2 separate regions of the Gossypium raimondii genome follow, and region 1 is linked to region 2. Evidence: chromatin contacts called from public Hi-C data. All regions are on one chromosome and are shown on one strand. The core of a region is the stretch at or near the end of the contact, and the rest is flanking DNA. Distances in the headings are between cores, read along the strand shown.

Evidence for each region. A called contact is a pair of places that touch in the nucleus more often than the background predicts.
Region 1: a contact with region 2 is called in a Hi-C map of leaf, with 2.6 times the contacts expected there. The contact joins the enhancer-like site here to the promoter of LOC105791544 in region 2. A contact is called at or near these places in 2 of 2 Hi-C or Micro-C datasets (both in leaf).

What each region holds. Positions count from the first base shown.
Region 1 is chr8:43,853,536-43,860,515 of ASM2569854v1, forward strand. No RefSeq gene overlaps it. Among protein-coding and RNA genes, the nearest start is that of LOC128042973, 7.3 kb to the right of the region's middle. Within about 2 kb of position 1,941, the one cell type or tissue checked has open chromatin away from gene starts, as enhancers often do. A contact at or near this core is called in leaf, where this site is marked.
Region 2 is chr8:43,654,253-43,660,865 of ASM2569854v1, forward strand. It overlaps LOC105791544 (protein ALTERED SEED GERMINATION 2-like), which reads left to right and starts at 2,149. Exons shown (of 2, transcript XR_008198383.1): 1 at 2,149-2,524; 2 at 4,286-4,799. It overlaps LOC105791545 (xylulose kinase 2), which reads right to left and starts at 3,727. Exons shown (of 2, transcript XM_012619647.2): 1 at 3,474-3,727; 2 at 2,886-3,332. The coding sequence starts at 3,581. The coding sequence ends at 3,165.

The DNA.
Region 1 (6,980 bases), core at 691-3,190, 200 kb after region 2:
CACTTTGAAATCTCTTCAGGCCTTGCTAGAACTTCCATGAGACTCGTTAGAGATTTGACTCAACCCATATTACTTTATAACCTACCTTTTTTTAGCAATTGTTATACCCCCGCCATATCACCCATTGGTGAACCCCTTGAAACTTATGTATGAAGATAGAATTTGGCAAATCTTGACTTCACCTCGCCAAATGCCACCTCACATAAGGTGGGCTTGTGCAATCCCTAAAGGATATATAGAAAAAGTTCCTACTAGCACTCCTTAATCTATCACCTCCTCAAGTCTGATGACGCTCTGTTTAGTCACATCACATCAACTCTAATAATGCTCCTACCTAACAATCTACTACTCTACCCTTTGCACTTGTAAAGTAGAATGTTCAATGGCTATAACCTATACCTAGCTAACCTCCCTTTTTAAACACCTTCTCTCAACACCTATGCAAGGAGACAATATATAATAACTTAATTACTGACATTTCAAACACCCTACAATTATATAGGGGTGTGCAAAATTCGGGTAAAACCGAAAAAATTCGGTTAACTGACCGAATTTGGTTAATCGGTCGGGGGTCGGTTAATTATTTTTTGAATTTTCGGTTAAAGGTTAATTCGGTTCGAAACTGGTCGGTTAACCGAATTTTTTTGGTTTAACCGAAAAAATTAATAAATAAAATTATAATATATAAATAGGCCACTATTCACCTAACCCAATCCAAACCCAAGTATTCAACCCAACCCAATTACCCAACCCAACCCAATCATAAAAATTACAAATAATTTAATAAATAAAAATAAAATTCTAAAACTAAAACTAAAACTAAAGTCTAAAAGTCAAAAAATAATTTAATTATGTAGTGATTCAATTCGGTTAATTTGGGTAATTCGGTTAATTCGGTTAATTTTTAACCAAAAATAAAAAATATATAATTTTCGGTTAATTCGGTTAACCGACCGAATTAACGGAAAAAATTTTGGTTCGGTTAACGGTTAAAATTTTGAAAGGTCGGTTAATTCGGTTAATGTTATTTCAGGTCGGTTAACCGAATAAACACCCCTACAATTATACTTCATTAACCTTTTAACCTTCATCTTTAGTGCCTCTCGGTACCATTGCGATGTGCACCATCACCTTGTATAACTTATTGTTATAACACCTTTAATTAACACCAATCTTAGGGTCTGCTTGATTGCCAGTAAAATATTTTCCGTAAAATGATTTCGGGAAAATGTTTTACTTTTCTGTAAAATGATTTACTGGAAAATATTTTCTAGTGTTTGATTGAATCTGTAAAATATTTTCTATTGCTTTGCGATTTCTGGAAATATTTTTCAAAAATTGTTTTTACATATATTGATATATATTAATAAATTTTTATATTTTAAATTATTTTTACATATATTGCAATGATTTATTTATAATAATACTCAATTATTAAGCTACAATATTAATCGTTATAAATTGAAAATTAATATCAAATAAATTATTTGTAATTATGTTAAAAAACAAGTATTGAATAATTAAAAAAACAAGTTACTAGAAAATCGATAAACAGAAGCAATTTTTCATCGGAAATGAAGGAAGGAATGAAGGAGGCGATAGAGAGGAGAGCAAGGAAAATGTCTTACGGAAATTGAAAGGGTAAGACATTTTCTCTAAAATGTAACCCATTTTCCCTTGTTTTGGAGTTCATTTTCTAAATGAAAAATGTTTTCCGCCAATCAAACGCCGAAAAAGTTGGAAATGATTTTCCGGAAAATCAATCCCTTCAATCAAACAGACCCTCAATTTTCAGATAATTCTAATTGTTCCTATTTATTAAAAACAATTAAATAAAAAGAATTTTTTAAAAGATTTCGATTCTTCGGTCTCTACTATCATCACCTCTTAACAAACAAAAGGGTAATGGGTTACCGACGAGATGACATGTCGTCCATTCATATAGTTAGTGGGACCCAGTTGATGTGTACTAGAAGCTAATATTCGAGAGAATTTTTAATAGGCAAGGAAACCCTAAGCAAAAATATTGGTCAACAATGTAATGCAAAATATTAAATTATTTTTAAATTGAAATATAATTGGAAAATAGCCACTGCCGCCATTTTTCTATGAAAGTCCCAATCGCGTTCACACCTAGCCTAATTTTTCTTTTAACCTCAACATTTATTTACTCACATATTTTGGGCATTAAAATGTGGGTTCGTTACCCTTTTTTATTAGATTTGATTTTAGTGTACCGTTCTGTTGATTTTGAAAATTTTAATATAGGTATATAATATATATTTATAAATATAAAATACTCGTACTAATATAAAATATTATTTAATAAGCTTCACGATATAATTCATTATCAAACAAAGATGAAATTTATTTCATAAATTAAACAAGAAAATCATCTCATACTATGCATATAACAATCCATAATTAAACAAATTCAAAATAAATAACAAAAAAATTTAAATTTAAATTTAAATTAAATCTAAATCTAAATATATTTTGATATTGACGGTACACCATAATTTGTACCGGGACAAAACCTAAAATTTGTTGTTTCAATTTAGTATTGAAGCGGATGGTATCAAAATAGAATTTACAACCATAAAAACTATAGGTTGAAAATAGAAAATTAATTAACTTTAACCATTATCCCCTTCTAGAAAAACAATTGTTAATCACAAAGAGATTCCTTTGCATATTATCATGTTAGAAACCTAACATAGACAAGCTAAGATTGCAACTTAGAGATTTTGAGATGTTAAGTTGAACAAACATTTATTTGAGAGTTTGGAGTAGAACGTGGTTATGGTCTGTCTGTGGTTCAGTGGGCGCGCAGCTTGTTAGTGAACCCTTTGGGCAATGCAACAAAGCCCAAATTTAGGGTCATTTGGATAGTTGACCCACACTGATGAACCAACGTCTTCTTGGGTTGGGACTAATGTTGATGCTACCAAACAGGCACTGCTCAAACGACCCAAGGCAACAATATCTCAATATTAATAGAAAAAGGAATGTATATCAATAATTACTAAATATTAAATAAAATTAACATATATTTCTTAAAAAAATTATGAGGGGATTTACACAAATTTGAATTAACCAATTATAAATATGATAAAACTTGTAAAATTTAAAATTCATATTTTTTTTGTGGTAAAATAACATTTCCTAACTAATTACATAGAAATATTCTAAAAAGAAAAAACACCCTTTATCTTATATGTTTCCGGAAAATCTAGTACTGCCGTAGGGGGAAGATCAAAGAGCTATAATTCTTCTCTTTTAGCCAAAGCTAGTTTGGCTAAAAAATCTACAACTTGATTTCACTCTCTAGGGATGTAATGCAAGATCCACTGATTTTCTTGTAACAAAAAATTATGGATTCGTCTAATCAGGACTGAATTCGAAGTGGTGGAGATGCTTCTTTGAATTGCTTTAACAACCTCCAAGTTTTCAGATTGAATTATAATCTTATCATGGCCTAGACGTTGGCTAAGCTTGAGTCCTTCCAAAATTCCCCAAAATTCAGCATAAAAAATCTAGCACTTTCACAGGTATATGTTATACCCAGAGAGCCAATCACCATTTTCATCACGGATTACTCCCATAGAGGCTGCATTTCTTGACTCCAATTGCACTACACCGTCAATGTTGAAGAAAAGTCGCTTTCCCGATGACCATTCTGTTAGAATCATAAATTAAGATATAATATAAAACTTAATAAATCATAAATCAGGATCTTATCATGTCAAATCATCAAGAACAAAACAAGAATAAAACTAGATGCGGAAGCGTACCTGAATCCATGAATTCCTTGAAGTTTTTCCGAATCTTGGGGATTTGATCTTCCAAATTAGCACACAAGAAATTCAGAGAATATTTGCTCTCTCTTTCCTAAGGATGAGATATTAGAAAAGATATATTGTATATAATTTGGGGACCATAACCCTAATATTTATAACATTGTCATATTAGTTCTAATTGCTAATTAGCCCATCATTAATTATAATTTGATTAGAACTCAATTACTAGAGTATCTGCACATATTTGACCCATACTTTATTTAATAATTAAATCCCAATAAAACATTAACCAAATTAGATCACTTTTAATTTGGGCTAACCTATCATGATAGTAAATAATAATAACATGTAATTATTCTTATTATATATGTGATGTCCATATTTTCCAACAATCTCCCACTTGGACCACATATATATACTAATTATTCTATAATTACATGTCATTATATAACCTTATGAGCTCAAAAATTTTACTATCATATCCAAAAGGTATTCCAAATAATCTCATCCATTAATTATGCTAACATAGAACCAAGGCGACTTTTGTTACATATATCGTAACTAAATCCATCTCTGATTACATATATTAACACAAACAAATGGCATAGATCAAGTATAGATGTGTAGCATGGAAATTACATGCAATATGATCTAAACATGTCTATTTCCAACTGGTCTTCTTTAAACTCAAGTAAGGTCAGTATCAAAATAACAAACAGAGTGAATAAACTGAATATTTTATTTCTGATCAGAAAATAACTAAATACATAAATTTCTGAAAACAAAAATAAAATAAATAAAATATAAACTCCCACTAAATCATGATATCCTCAAACAATGTAACACTCATGTGAGTAGTGTGCTCATGAAAGACCTTGGGTGGTAAACCTTTTGTGAGTGGATCCGATATCATGGAGTTTGTCCCTATGTGCTCTATGGATATGTGACCATTTTGCACTCTTTCTTTCACAACTAGGAACTTTATGTTAATATGCTTTGACTTAGATGAACTCCTGTTGTTATTAGAATACAACAATGTCGACTTATTGTCACAAAATAATTTGAGTGGTCTTTCTACATTCTCCAAAATGCGCAACCCTGTGACAAAGTTCCGCAACCATATTCCATGGTTTGATGCCTCATAACATGCTACAAACTCTGCTGCCATAGTGGACGAAGCTATAAGTGTCTGTTTGACACTTTTCCAAGATATAGCTCCTCCAGCTAACAGGTAAATATAGCTTGATGTAGATTTCCTACTATCTTGGCACCCAGCGAAATCAGAAGCAGAATACCCTACGACCTCCAAAAGGTCTGATATCTTATAAGTAAGTATGTAATCTTTTGTTCTTTGAAGATATCTCATAACCCTTTTGACTGCTATCCAATGGTCTATACCAGGGTTGCTTAAATATCTGCCAAACATCCCAACAATGTACGCAATATCTGGACGTGTACATACTTGAGCATACATTAAACTCCCAACAACTGATGCATAGGGAATCTTTTGCAATTCTTGAATTTCAAGGTTAATTTTAGAGCATTGAGTAAGACTAAATTTGTCTCCTTTAACGACAGGGGTGTCACCTGGTCTAAAACTTTGCATGCCAAACCTTTTGAGTACTTTATCGATATAGCTCTTTTGTGATAATCCAAGAATACCTCGAGATCGATCTTAATGTATCTAAATTCCTAAAACAAAATAGGCATCCCAAGATTTTTCATTTCAAAATGCTAAGATAAAAACCTTTTAATTCGTACAATAAGCCTATATTATTAGCGGCAAGTAAAATTTCATCGACATATAGAACCAGAAATATGTAATTACTCCCATTGAATTTGTGATACACACAATCATCAACAATATTCATCTCAAAATTGAACAAAATAATTATTTGATAAAACTTGTGGTACCATTGACAGGAAGCTTGTTTGAGTCCATAGATGGATTTTGTCAATTTGCAAACTATATTCTTTGAGTCTTCCGATTCAAAATTTTTTGGTTGCATTATATAAATTATTTCTTCAATGTCGCCATGAAGAAACACAGTCTTAACATCCATCTGATGTAACTCAAGATCAAAATGAGCAACAAGCGCCATGATTATCCTGAAAGAGTCTTTCGATGAAACTGGAGAGAAAGTCTCTATAAAATCAATGCATTCTTTCTTAGTATATCCTTTAGCTACAAGACGCACCTTATGCCTCTCCACATTACCATTTGCATCCCTCTTGGTTTTAAATATCCATTTACAATCAATTGGTATTGCACCTTCAAGTAATGGGACAAGTTCCCAAACTTTATTGTCTTGCATAGACTTATACTCATCTTTCATGGCATCAATCCACTTTTAGGAATCAGAACTTTTCATGGCCTGATAAAAATTTGATTGGATCATCTTCCATCATATTATCATCCTCATATTCTTGGAGAAATACAACATAATCATCTAGAATAGCATTTCTCCTTTCTCTTGTGGACCTCCTTAATGGCACTAGTTCTTGAGGTTGTTGAGTTTGTTCTTCTGAAACAATTACCTCATCTTGAATAGGGAGTTGTTCAACATTGTCTTGTTGAGGTTCTGGATTCACTTCTTGATCAATGATAGGTATGAGAACTTGAACATTGTCAAAAGTGATAGTAGGAGCTGAGTTAGAATCTAATTCCTCCTCAAAAGTAATGTCTCTAACCTTATTTCTCCCCCTAAACTCAACATCCTCAAAAAATGTTCTTGTTCCCGTTTCAAAAATATTCTTCATTATGGGATCATAAAACTTATAGCCCTAAATCGCTCAGAATAACTAATAAAGTAGCTACTCACTATTTTGGAGTCTAATTTCTTTTCATATGGCCTATAAGGCGTTGCCTCAGCTGGACATCCCCAGATGTGAAAGTGCTTTAGACTAGGCTTTTGACCTGTCCAAAGCTCATAAAGTGTTTTTGCAATTGCTTTATTGGGTACTATATTCAAAATGTAAGCTGATGTCTTTAATGCTTCCCCCAAGAGGGACTCAAGTAAGGTAGAACGGGCAACCATGCTCCTTCCTATATCCTTAAGAGTCATGTTTCGTCTTTCAGCTACACTATTCATACTCGGTTATCCTGGCATGGTGTACTGTGGGACAAATACCACATTCCTCTAGGAATTTCACAAATGGTCCTGGACATTGTTCACTTGA
Region 2 (6,613 bases), core at 899-3,398:
ATAATATTTTTTAAAGTAAAAAAGATTATAAAAAAAGGTGGTGGCGCTTATGAGAAAGGCTCCACCCAAAAAACATACTAGTTTGGTAAATAAATTTTGCTCATAGCCTATTTTAGTATTTAATATTTTTATATTATTTGGGTAAATTAACCGTAAAATTGCTTAGTATATATTAACACGTTTTATTTTAGTCATTTGAAGCATTAAATTTTTAATAGTATTGATATCATGTTCATTTTAGTCACGCAATTTCTAAGTTGCATTCATTGAGGTAAAAAAATTAAAGTGAAAACAAAAACATAAACTAAAATAATGCATTAAAATTTGTCAAATTATACTTGTTTATTCCATTCTTGAAAATTTTAAGTTTGTTTTTTTTCAATATTAAAATTTTAAATTTCAAAATATCAAAATCAATTAATTAAATTTTTAAATTTTATATCCCTTGATAATGTCAAATTGACAACTTATGGTTACAATAATATTGAAATTAATTAAGTTAATTAATTAATTCAACATCCTTCTAAATTTTAAAATTTTATTTTATGTTTCTAGATTATTTTTAACTAAATCAACTTTGTCTATAGAACTTGAATTTCTTGTTTTTTGTAGAAAAATATTCAAGTTTCATAAACAAATATTAAATATGATCTCAAATTTTTCATGCTAAGCTAAAAGCAAATAACAAATTCTTACAATTAATTACATTAATTGCTTGTTCTTCATTTATGTAAGGAAGTGATAAAAATTTTCGTATTTGGTTTGGCATAGAAGATAAAATTAATTAATTTAATTAATTGTATGAATTTTTTCTTTTAGCTTAGCCCAATAGATTCAATATTATATAATCAAAATAATTTTGAGTTTAGTAGACAATTATTAAAGATAGTTATTTGAGTTGATTTTAATTTGAAAGCGTAAAATAAAAATTTAAATTTTAGAAAGAAATTAAATTAATTAATTAATTAATTTCAATATTATAGTTAAAAATTGGCTAACAAGGGATAAAAATTTTCAATAATTTATTTAATTGATTTTGAGGTGGTAAACAACTAAACAAGTACAATTTGAGCCAACAATCTCTTAGCCTAGTGATTAGAGTATTTGTGTTATGGCATGAGAGCTTGGGTTCAATCTTTCAATCCCAAGCAACCCCACCCTTAACCCCAATTACAAAAAAAAGGGTACAATTTGACATTTTTTTAATGCATTCTTTTAGTTTTTATCTTTTTTTCACTTCAAGCTTTAATATTTTTTTGCTCTGATCAATACTTAAAGAAAAAGGAATTTTTTTTGGATGACCAAAATGAAAGTGTAAATATGATGTGCCATGTACAGTTAACTGTCGTTAAAGATTTAATGCTTAAGTGACTAAAATGAAATCACCCTAAAAATTGAGTGACAAAATTACAAAAATTTATTTTAAATAACCAAAAAGTTGAATGACTAACTAGAATAGTTTACCCAATTGCTAAACATATTATTTAATAGATTATTCTATTATCTTAGGTTGATTTTATTAGAATGTAAATTTTATTATTTAATTGAAGAAATATAAAAGCAAAAAATTATTAAATTGTTATTATTGTAGAATAGTATTGTTTGGAAAATATGTGTAAGTATCATAGGCATGTGAAAAACTTTGGAAAGATTTTATGAATGCTATGTTATTATTAAATTGCTTAAAGCTGTTTTCTTTTATACCAGTTGTTTGTATAGGTTTATAAAATAACTAAAACAAATTATTAAAAATATGTAAAATATAAAAATTTATTGATTAATATGAGCCGATAGTTGAAATCAAATTGATCGATCGATTCAGTTAAGTTAATTTCAATTTAAACGATTTTATTGATTAAACTGGTTGAAGGATTAGTTTATTTAATTATGTTGATCAGTTATCGTTCATTAAATTTCAAAATTGAATTCATTGACTTAATATTTAAATATTATTATATTCATAAGTCGGTTAAATATATTTATTTTAAATAAGTTGATTAAGCAACTCAATCAACTTCAGAGTTAAGTTGATTTATACCATAAATTAGAAAGAAAAAAATAAACTAAATTCATGGAATTGACAATTTGTGTACCCGTACGAATGGATTAATAATGAGTAATATAAGGTAGATGAGTAGGAAGAATTGTAGTGTAGTGGAGAGGTCCAAATTTTCAAAAAGCAGTCTTCCCACTCCACTTTAGAGAAAGTTACTAAGGCCCCGTTCTCCTCTACTTTTCAAACGGACTTTTGTAATAAAAATTCCTTTTCTCTTAACAGCGAAGAAGAATGGCCATCGTTTCAGAACTATTTTCACCATCTAAAAAGTACTTTTTGGCTGATGAAGAAGTTAAAAATTTCAACTTTTCTTTAGCCAAAAGTCTGTTTGGCTGATAATTTCCCATTTTAACCTATCTTCTCCCCCAAAAAAGTTTCTTTTCTTTGGTTCTTTGGAGCTCTATACCCATTTTTTCACATTTTCACTTTCAAAGTTCTTTGTTCAGGTTCTTTGTTCCTCTTCCGCCGGTGAGTTTTTTTTCTTCTTCTTCTCTTTAATTATTTCCTCAGGTTCTGATTGTTTGATTTTTACAGGAATTTTACAGAAATTAATTGACTGATTACTTTGAAAATTAATCAGGGAAAATTCTGGATTACTGCTTTGCTTTACTGCTTCTTTTGCTTTACTGCTTGTGCCTTACTACTTTACTTCGTTTGCTTTACTGCTTTCGATTAGAATCAGGGAAAATTCTGGCTTACTGCTTTCGATTAGAATTTTCAGGGAAAATTCTGGATTACTGCTTTGCTTTACTGTCTTACTGCTTTAACTATTAGTTGTGCCTCTGCTGCTTTTTTAGTTGATGAAAACAAAAGAAATATAGACTAAATATTTGAATATTTAATAGATTAAATACTGATTGCTTTATTGATTGCTAAATCCCCAGGAGTGTGTATCAATTTGGTTGCCGATACATATTACGCTCTATTCACTTCTATGTGATAGATTGAATATTTGAGGGAGAGAATAATACTAAATTTAACTATAGACTTTAAGTACATATTGAGAGGAGACTGCTATAAACATGCATTAGGGGTTGATTAGAAAACTAGAGCAATTTTAAGTCACAGAGAGAATTCAATTAATAATATGAAGAGAGTCATGGAACTGCTAAACTGTTAGGATTGTCTCCAGACCACTGAACCACCAAGCAATTCTTATTGAACTTATACCTGAAAAGACATTAATAGAACTAGCAAAATAGGATGCAATAGAACCAGCAACAACATGTGCAGGAGCTAGCTTTCCAAGCTTTTCCTCCAAACCTGGAGCTGTAGCCTGTAATAGAATTAAAGTTCAACAATACCATTATTCATTGATTAACATCGAAAATAAAACCTTTACATAAGCAAAATCAATGAAAAAGATTCAGAGATTGATAAATAAACTACAAAAAATCAAATAGCATGCAAAACAAACCTCCACTGCAACTTTAGACCAAGCTCTTTTCTTTATATCCATCAAGTTCATCCCTGCACCATCAATTGTATCAAAACAAGCATAGGCCCCTAAGAATAGACATGCCATGAAAGAGCTAACAAGAGAGATCTTCTCAGTGTTCTCATAAGTTTCTTGTTGTGTCTCAAATATCTTCCGAATTGGATAAGTGTTAGGTAACTTAAGAAAAAAAATAACAGAATGGGAAATTCCAAATTGGGTGAGACAGAGAGGCAACTTTCTTCAAAGTAAGTTTGAATGGCAGTTATACTTTCCTCCTTATCTTCAATGATCAAATCCCATTATGTGTACAATCATTATAACACTACCAACTCAGAACCATCTAACTTTCAACATTCTGTATTAATGCTTTTTTAGGCCCCATTAAACACATGCTCTTTACCTCTATGCTCAGCTTTGCCTAAAACCACCCAAATGGCGGTCACCACCATATTCTGAATCATTTTTGTCTCACATTTAAATGCAAATCCACAACAGTTTCCATAAGTTAAGCTTATTCATCTCCAATCACCACTGCCATGACAAGGTGCAACAGGTGTTGCTTGCACTACTCCACGAAAATAGTGAATCTCATCATGAATTTTCTTGGGATTGCAATCATTGTTTACTCCCTTTGGCACCAAAAAAAGTGGAATATTGGTGTTTGACACTGTACAATTGTCATAGCAAGTCAGATTAACAAATAGATAACATCCATTTTCTGAGTTCCTCTTTAAATGTCTGTATCTTTATAGAATTGTAAATCATTTAAATTTTCCTTCTTTTCTTGGCAGTTTGACTTACGTTATGGGGCAAAGAGGTCACTAGCTGATCGTCCTAGACTTACTCTGGCCTTGAAATCATGTGATATCAGTTCTACTAGACCTCATTTACTCATTGTTGGTGGGAAGTATGTAGCTGATCTTTCCTTCCTTTATTATTTATTATTTGCTTTTTTTGTTCTCTGCTAATCTTGTATTTGAATGTTTGAAGTGATGCATTTGCTCGACTATATTATAGAAGGATGTTGCCACCATTGACCTCTTGCCAGAAAAGAATGTTACCACCTACTAGTGTTAATTATTTTTGCCCAATGCATCTCTCTGACCGTGTTAGTTTTGAAATTCTTTGTTAGTTCTTACTCTTGTTGACTTCTTTCTTAGAAATATCTCTGGTAAATTTTATGATTTCTTCTCATCAGGACCAAGTTTTATTTTGTATAGTGTGGACTTATGAATAGATAGTCCTGAATGATGTAACTATTCAATTAGCAAATGATAATAATTCTCTGCTTGTTTTCCTTTTCTATTCATTATTGGTAAGTGAGTGAGCTTCTCATCTTCATTAGGTCACTATTGACTAGTTTGCTCTTACTGGAATCTTTTACTTTATTACTCTGCACATTGAAAAAAAAGTTTTGTTGGATGTTTAAAGTTAAAAGTGTGGATAGGAGTCAGTTGTGAACTGCTGATTGTTATCAATTGACATCCCCATTAGTAACACTGCTTTAATACATTTTAAAATAAAATTATACAAATGTGTTAAAAACATTAATTAAAAATTAAAAATAATTCCGGAATAATACAATTATGTCAATATCTAATTACAAATATTTAATTATTATATTTAAATATTTAAATATAGTTTATAATTCTAATTAAATTTAATAAATAATTAATATTAATTACTTAGAAATATTTAAAATTAATATTATATATTAAAATATTAACAATAAGTTATAATAAATTATTTTTTATATTTTTGCTAAAATATCATAATATTAACTAATTTGAACATTATTTAAATACATATTTGTTACTTTATAAACTCATGTCTAAAATGGACATTTTATTTCTCAAAAGCACTTTTTGACAGCAATAACAAACACTCAAATTTTTTAAAAGCACTTCTCAAAAGCACTTCTTAAAAGCACTTTTCTACAGCACTTTTCAAAAGTAATGAAGAACTGGCCCTAAGCCAGGTTGACTTCCTCTTTACCACTTTTATCTTCCCTACACGCATGAGTTAGGAATTCTTCGCTTTTTTATTTATTTTTAAATAATGTAAATGATGCTACTGAGGTGTTTTTTTATTTCAAAGGAGAGTACCAAATTTCTTGAGTCTTGTATAGGGGACAAAAAAATTAGATGGATCATAATTGAAATTTGACCATTATATTAGTAATGCAAAAAAATCAAAAATAGTTATGAAATGTGTCATAAAAGAAAATGTCATATAAAAGGGATAAATCTTAAAATTATACATGAATTTTGATTTATTGTGTAATTGTATACATAAACTTTAATTTGGTGCAATTATAACGTGAAACTCTAATTGTGATTCAAATGTATACTTTGAATTTTAATTTTGATTTAATCATACACATTTAAAGAAATAAATACATCAATTTATTTTTATATTGGATAAATATAATTATTTATGTATGTAGTATATAAATATAAAATGATGTTATATCAATAATTGTGTTAATAATTTACAAGAATGGGATCAAATCAAAATTTCATGTATAAAATTACACAAAAGCAAAGTCCATGTATAGAATTGCATGTTAAACCATAGTTGATATATAATTTAGGTATTTATCTATCTTTTTAAATATTGTAATCAGGATGAAAAGAAAAATCTAAATTAATTATCTTATCATTAATTGAATTTAAATCAAAGTGTCTAAATAATAAGTATGGCCTTCTTAATTCATTTCTGATTCTTTTATAAACACTTACTTAAGAACGTATATAACTTAACAATAGTTTTAATTTTTATTTTTGAGTAAATATAATTAGAGAATTTATTTATTTAAATTTATTGTTATTTTAAATCCTTCAAAAAATTATTATATAGTTATATTATCCAATGAATAAAATTGAGTATAAGAGTTATTATAAATATTTAAAGCAATCTTTTAAAAATTAAATGCAAGATTTAAACAAAAAATGTATTATCTACCTTTATTATCCAAAACTAATAAATTAAATATATATTAGAATTGATTTTTTAAAAAATAAACTTATTTTAACATTTTTAATTGTTTTCTATTAAATAAGTGGTTGGATTTGAAGAAAAAAAAATAGGCACACTGATGAATATTAGAAATATGATAA